Linked DNA regions of Mus musculus: region 2 is linked to region 1. Evidence: chromatin contacts called from public promoter capture Hi-C data. All regions are on one chromosome and are shown on one strand. Each heading gives the region's core, a stretch centred on a gene start, on an enhancer-like site or on the middle of the called end of the contact. The rest is flanking DNA. Distances are from core to core; before and after follow the strand shown.

Region 1 (3,706 bases), core at 1,017-3,516:
TGTCAGCTTCCCAGCACTCACATAGCTGGCTGTGTCCAACCATCTACCACTGTGGGTCCAGAGGACCCAACACCCTCTTCTGGCATCTGCAGACACTGCCTGCATGCACATGGGATGCATACGTGCATTCTAAGAAACACTCATATAATAAATAAATCTAGAGGAAGGAGGCGAGGAAAAGGAGGAAAAAACCTGTGACAGCAGACCAGAGAGAGAGAAAGAAAAAGGGGGGAAGGGAGGCATGTTATAAACACTGCCACTGTAGCCTGCAGTGGCCACATGTGCCATCTCCCCTGCTAGCATCCAGGCCACAATGCTCACATAAGACAGTTCTCAGAGTGTGTCCCTGGTGGCTGTTCAGCTGGCCTTGTGCCCCAGACAGCATCCATCTCCACGCTGGCCAGTCCCCTCTGCTGCACCTGTGCCAAACTCCTAGTCACTAAACCACTGGCAAGCTGAGCCCCACTCAGGAGCAATTAGTGAACAAAATGTTTTCTCTTCCCCCCCCCACACACCCCGTAAAAAAAAAGCTATGCAGAGCCACATAATGGCCGTTTTTATTGCCGTTCTGTAAGCCGAGGGTGACAGCTGATATTTAGTGATGTGAGTCACGAGGATGTTTTTGCATTGGAAAATCGGTCGTCATCCTGGGGACAGAGAATCCGTCAAAAACAGCATCTGACAGACAGTGTTTGTCAAAGTCTGCCTCATGTCATCCTGGTCTACTCTGCACCATGTCTCAAAATTGCCATATGCAGAAGATCTTGGTGGCGTCAAATTATGTATAAATTCATAAAATGAACTAAAAGGCTTCCTGCCTAGTCAGCTTGTGTTACTGGAATGAAGTGTCTGTGATCAGTGACTTAGGGAAATTGTTTATTTTGGCTCACAGATTTGGAGGTGTCAGCCTGTGGCCAGGTGGCTCCATGTTGTGCGTCTGTGGTTAGCAGGACAAATTTGCAAGTCTTGGTGGCCAGGGAACAGACAAGACAAGACTGCTAGGGCACACCTTCAGTGTTTCCCCAACTAGGCCCCACCTGCCAGTAGTATCGCTGTTTTACAATCCTATTAAAGAATTAATCCGTTGACTGTCCAGAGCCCCCAGAATCCACTTACTTCCGCAAAAGCCAGTGAGCCCCAGGGACAACCCAGATTCAAGCTGTAACAAAGGCTGCATTGATGCTGCCCAAGCCTGCAGTGATTCCTACACAGTGAAGAGTGTGTCCTTTTCCTCCCCACGTTTCTTCCTCCATGCCTGCCTCATATCCCTTTCCATCTCCTCCTTTCTCTCTCTCTCTCTTTTCTGTGGTTTTCATGCTTGTGTCTTTGTCCACTCTGGTGTAATGACATAGCTCAGCCTGGGCTCATCAGCCTCAGACACTGACTTTTCAAGGTCTGGTGTCTGCTATTAAAGCACTGGCAGAAGGCCAGTCCTCTCCCCACCGTGTCTTCAATGGAGTGGAGGAGTGGGCAGCTCTGGGGCTCCCCTGCCAGCACACCGATCTCATGCCAACAGTTCCACTTCATGGTCATATGGCTCCTAAAGTTCTTTCTGGGATAAGTATTTTACCATGTGGGTCTCGGTGGACTGGCTCTCAGTAACTGTGTGTGTGTGTGTGTGTGTGTGTGTGTGTGTGTGTGTGTGTGTGTGTGTGTGTGTAAGTAACAAGAGGTCTGTTCTGTCCCATCTGAGCTGGTCATGGTAGAGCACACAGTAGGAAGATTTCTGAGGAGGCTGAGTTTAGGGGCAGCCTGAGCTACACCTGTGCCTGTTTGGCGGCGAACACCTACAATCAGTACTCGGCATTCAGATGGCTGAAGCAGGGGGATTGTGCTGGCCCTGGGCTTACGTGGTGGTTGTGAGACACCGTCCTATTGGAGGAAAGGAAGTCACCCAGTCAGGACTTGGAGACTGAATGGCCAAGTTTCCATTGGATCTGAGAAGCGTAATCTGCAGTGTGTGGGCCAGTCCCAACAAGCCCACCCACAGCTTGCAGTAGCTCCTGGAGACAATGAGACCTTCATCACCTGGTTCCTTCTGAAACGTCTGTCAACATCTAGCTTTGGTTCAACAAGCACCGTTAGTTCCAGCCTTTTCAGCGTGCAGTGAAGCCACAGCAGACTTGTGTTCTGGTGAAAAGCGGACCCAAGTGATTACAGCAAAGAAAGGACAGGATTTCAAAAATAGCAGTGGGTGAGAAGACTGACAGATGCTGTGCATTTGACAGGGTGACTCATTCTGTGACAGCTTGGTCCCCCGGGATGACTGTGAGTCACACACAAGAGGGGCTGCCTGAGCCCAGTCTCTGGGAACAAGGTGGTCACAGGTTGGCTTCAGAGTGAGAGAAGATGGTGGGAATTGGGGTTGATGCTCTGGACAAGCCTGGATTCAGTCAGACCTTGGGAGACAGGCAGGGCCAGGGTAACATCAAGGGGACCAAAGGGTTTCTATGACCAGGTTTGTACACCATGGAAGTGAAGCTCTCTGTGGGAGGACAGACACTACCAAAGAGCAGGGCAAGCAAGACAGAGCGGCCCCAGGTGACTGTGGTTCACAAACAGTCTCTCACTCCAGGACATGGACTTCACCTACTCTGCAGGGAAGGTCACAGCCTCTCAAGAGCCCCTAGACCTCATTGAGCTTCTGACTAGTTCCTGAGACCTGCGATGACAGACAGCAGCAATCGGACAGGACCAGTTCGTGGGAAGGCAGTGGAGACTGGCATGGGCAGGTGCTGGTTAAATCCCAGGGGCTCCCAAGAGCCCATCCTATCACATCCCACATATAGCTGGACAGGAGCAGGTCTTCACTGAGCCAGTCTGTTTCTTGTCTCCACGGACAAATACTTTAACAAGAATTCAACCCCACGCTAGTTGGAGAAGTCCAGATTGACATGAAGTGACAGCCATGTCTCTTCCAAGGTTTGACAAGACCTTTCTGCCTCTCCAGATCCTGGACTCCTGCTGGACTTTGGCTGAAGGCTGTTTACTTCAGAGTTGGTGACCATGATCTCAATGAGGAATGTAGGCATAAATTTTTCTCAGCCTACTTTAATAAGGGTTCAACCTCCCCTCTAGCCCACCACCCACCAGATGTGGTGGAAAAGAAAGGTTATTAGGACAAAGGGGAAGTAGACCTGTTTAGAAATAGTTCTTTGGGGTGATTTCAATCTTCATTGTTCTCAGTCCAGTCCAGTAGCAAACACCAGATATGAATCAGCAGCTGCAGACCAGTCCACTCAGCAGACACCACACACAAAGCAGCAAGGGCAGTTCAATCCAGAAGAAATTCAGAAGGACTCACCAACTGGACAGAGTCTGAGGAAGCAGAGAGAAGCAGCAGAAATCTCATGAATTCTGTGGCGAGTTTCTTTCTATGACATCACCATAAGCGAAGCTCAGCAATGCAGTGTAAGGTGAACCAATCCGTGTGTATTGCCATCAAAGAATAGCTAGGTAGAGGATCCCATTATCTCTAGGGTCATATTTATATTCTTTCTAAATATCACATATTTGTTTCACACGTCTGCTTTAACAAAGAATCCTATCACCTGTGTGCCCCAGAAAAACATTATTTGGCATAACTGGCTTTCCAAAGAAACCAGAAGTTTCCATTTCAGAGGAAAAAGGCCTCTGATCACATGGTCTCCTCTATCTTCTTGCTTGCCATAGTATGTAGGATCCACCCAAGTGATCCAGGGCCAGC
Region 2 (3,751 bases), core at 40-2,539, 190 kb before region 1:
TCCCGGGCATAGCACTTCACAGTATGTAGAAAGCCAGGAATGCTTGGCTCTCAGCACCTGGCTCAAGGAGGGCCAGACTGGTAAGTGCTGAAAGGAAACCTTGAATGGTCATATTGTATGACTTCTTTGCGTGACAGGGGCTATGCCCGCATTTGAGATTCTGCACACTAAGATGACAGACAGAACCCATTCACTTACCAACTTGTAAGCCTCCCTATGAGACCTCCAAGTTCCTGGTCCTCTGTGCCAAGTGGGTTCCAGCCCAACCTCCCCAAAATGAATGCTGTGGGCTGTTTGTCTTGTTTAGGCTCTGGCCCAGGGTTGGGCTTGTCTACCCTGAATTCATTCAACGTCCCTCTCAGGGGCTTTTAGGTTCCACAGAGGTAAGAGCCCAAGGACCCTCAGCCACAGAAGCCAGTGAGTGAAATTGAGCCAGGGACAAAGACCCCCAGGCTGTAGACAGGAAGATATACTCAGGGATCAAGATGGGTAAAGTCTGTCTCTTCTCATCTTAGAATCCTGGGTCCCCAACCTGACGTGGTAGACAACGGGACAGTCTGCTCCAGGAGAGCTCTGGCATCCTGGGTTCAGACCTGCCTAGGAGGCTCAGGTCCAGGCCTGCTCCTTCAGGATATCTGCCTAACACTCACATGCAGAGTCCCCATAGCAGAGTCAGTCCAGATGAGGGCTTTGGATTCCAGACTTGTCCCCTGTCCAGCAGTCAACAGGATTCTCAGTAGGCATATGTGACATAATGGTGCCACCCAGTGGCCACCTCCAAATTGCATCCATGAGCTATAGGCAGGAAACCATCAGAATTGGGCAGGCGCCCCCTGCTGGTCAGCAGACTCATCGACCAGCTTTCTCTGTGCTTTAAGATGGGGATGAGGTGGGTGAAGAAGGGCTGGCACCCGTGATCTGCACCTCCCAGAACAGACAGATTTAGTAAATAAAACCACAGGCCCCGTCTTAGTTTCTTTTCCTGTTTTGCAATGAAATATCAGACAAAAGCAATTTAGGGGAGTGTTGGTTTTGTCTCACAGTATCGGGGCACGGCCCATTATGTTGTGCAAGTCTTGGTGGCAGCTGGTCACTTCACTTTCAGTCAGGGGACAGAGGGATGTGTTCTGCTCCTTAGCTCTCTTCCTTGTTATTATGCCACCAAAGACTCAAGCTCAGAGAATGGAGTCACTCATATTAGGGTGGGTTTTCGCACCTCAATCCCATCAAGATAATCCCACAAGCATGCTAGGATGCTAACCGATCCCTGGCAGGCACGACTGAAGGTCTGTCTCCTAGGTGATTTCAGATCTTGTCAAGTTGACAGTTGATATTAACTGTCACACATGCCCACCTCTGATGGAGAGGCATGAGGCCCCATTTAGCTGGGCCTGAAACTACCCTTGACTCGGTATCCAGAGTCCATTGTGAGAAGATAGAGGAAGTGGCCATCTTTCAGAGGGAGAAATGCTGTGTGTGTAGCTACAAAGTGGGGACTTTCCCCAGGAATTCTCTGGAAAGAATGCATGTAGACCAGCTAAGAAAGTTGGCCATCTGGCCTATGTGCTGAGAGCCAGTGGCTGGGTATGGATGGGGGTCGGGGAGAGAAATCAGAAAGTCCACAATGTCTCCAGTGGGGCCATCGGGAGCATTATCAAGGGCCAGGTGACAGTGCAGGTATCTGGAAACAGTGGGAACCAGAGGAGAGACTTCGGGGAGAGGCAGGGGTGCTATGGGTGGGGCCCGGGGAGGCAGAAAGGTGGGGAGTGGAACAGCTGGGGGTTTGTGTCAAAGTCTGGTACTGTCAGGTTGTAGAAGGAATGGGAGTCCCAGAGGATGCCTGGGTGAGTCTGACAGAGTCCAGATTGGGGGTGGTGGTGCCTGGGGCAGGTGGAGTGAGGGGTGCTGTCATATATAACTCACAGTAGGCTGGCAAAGAAGCCATGCTATTCAAAGTTGCCTATGGGGAAGATCTGGGCTTGGAGAGGCAGGATTGGGCTGTGTGGTATCATTAAGGGGAGTCTGCTAGCTGCAGAGATCCCCAACACTCCAGTCCCACTGGGCCCACTGGGCTAAAGCCAATGTGGCCAGGCTGGTGCCTTTTCTAGTGCAGAGGCTGCTGTGTCTCATGGCTCCCAGATGTCTTCCTCCTGCCCCTGGCACTGGCCTCTTACCATCAGGTCCACACACTATGTCAGGGCACTCTCCCCAGTTCGACACAGCTGGCCAGCACCCAAGAGTCCCCTTTGCTGAGGTCAAGACATCCACACATTCATAGACTCTGGGAGGGATTAGGATTCTGTTGAGAAGAGTCTGGGCCCTGCTCTGAGTTGTTCCTATTGAATACAACAATGTGGTATTGGGCAGGGGGTAGAGGTTGTGCCCTACTCTGTGAGACTCCATTTTACAAGCGACTTTTTACTCTGTTGTGAGAATGGAGGATGATGGCATGTCTAGGTGGGCACATGAAGAGAACCCCATGTATCAGCCTGGGTGAATAAATGACTTAGTCCTGAGTGGGAAGGGAGCCAGTCACCCAATGTGACGAACTGAGACTGTGGGCCCACAAGGGTACAAAATAGAGGAACCAAGGCCAAGAATGTATTGGATACACAAGACCAAGAACCTGAATCCCAGCATATCTATGACAGTGCCTCCATCAGCCTGTCATTCAGATAGACTATTCAGACTGGTTTGGTTATGCATATAGATGCAGCCCATTTACGGGCTGTCAGCCCATTCTCCTGATCACCTGTCTGACCCATAGTTCATATGTTTTCTCCACCTATACCCTGGTTCTGTCTCTTTATCCCTGCAGTTCCCTCTAGTCCATCTATGTCGTCACCCCCATACCCCACTCCCCACTCCCCATTTCCCCATCTCCGTGTTCGGTCCATGCCCCACCTCATTCACAGCAGCAGCCTCTCTGCAGATGGTTTGGATCCTTATCTCATCCATACCGACTCCATTTACATTTCTATCAGCTCGCTTCTGAAATCTTGAGCTCTGTACCATTCTATAACTCACATATATACATACATATGCTCACCGTGTGCTGTGCGATGCAAGCGACAATATTAGTAATTCAGATCAGAATAAAAAGCTGGGTTGGCCTCAATGAGATTCTCAGGAGAAATGGTGTTATTTGCTACATTGCTGCTGTGCCTCAGGACTTGCTGGGGGAAAACTCCAGCTTGTTGGTGTCTCTGATGTAGGGACCCAAGGACAGGCTCCTGGCTCAGCTACTGCTTCGGGGCCTTTTCACCTGCTGTGCCTGTTACTAGAATGTTTCCTCTCACACTCCCAGTTTGTTATCGTGAGAATTTCACTGTGGACTCTTCATTCCTTCTGAAAGCCTTCTGCCACACAACCCCCATCCCTATCTTGTTCTCCCCCCACCCCCACCCCCCTGCAGATTCTCCTCTGTACCAGTCCTTGCACTGTGCTGCAGAGTGTGAGCGCCATGGAGATGATGCTGCATGCTGCAGCCTGGAGGGGTTGCAGCAGCACACGTGACCTGAGGGACCTCTGCATGGGTGTGAGGACTCACAGCTGATTCCACACAGGGAGAACTCCAACACAGACAAGACGTGCATAAGCTTCGGCCTCTGTAGCATCCTTGAACTAGTGGACAAATTTTTAATCCTGGTCCAGGCTTTCTATCCCATCTTTGGCCACTTAGTTCCTGGGAAAAAAAAGACACCCATAACCTTTATATTTACAATAATCCCTAAACAGCACAAGAGCTGGG

What was found. Promoter capture Hi-C pulls out the DNA fragments that hold promoters and counts their contacts.
Region 2: a contact with region 1 is called in a promoter capture Hi-C map of hippocampal neurons, with 7 times the contacts expected there. The contact joins the promoter of 4930478P22Rik here to the enhancer-like site in region 1. A contact is called at or near these places in 3 of 39 promoter capture datasets (the C10 cell line, hippocampal neurons and liver), 1 of 15 datasets of contacts at CTCF or cohesin (large pre-B cells), 42 of 484 Hi-C or Micro-C datasets (the AtT-20 cell line, the Ba/F3 cell line, the C10 cell line and 26 more), 5 of 115 datasets of contacts at active chromatin or transcription factors (the 230-238 cell line, bone marrow-derived dendritic cells, hepatocytes and 2 more) and 1 of 9 other capture datasets (embryonic stem cells).

Annotation. Positions count from the first base shown.
Region 1 is chr5:35,167,566-35,171,271 of GRCm38.p6, reverse strand. No RefSeq gene overlaps it. Among named protein-coding and RNA genes, the nearest start is that of Gm31601, 8.1 kb to the right of the region's middle. Within about 2 kb of position 2,266, at least 33 of the 459 cell types and tissues checked have an H3K27ac peak or open chromatin away from gene starts, as enhancers often do. A contact at or near this core is called in the 230-238 cell line, Sertoli cells, cerebellum and 2 more, where this site is marked.
Region 2 is chr5:35,359,091-35,362,841 of GRCm38.p6, reverse strand. It overlaps 4930478P22Rik (RIKEN cDNA 4930478P22 gene), which reads right to left and starts at 1,289. Exons shown (of 4, transcript NR_046060.1): 1 at 199-1,289.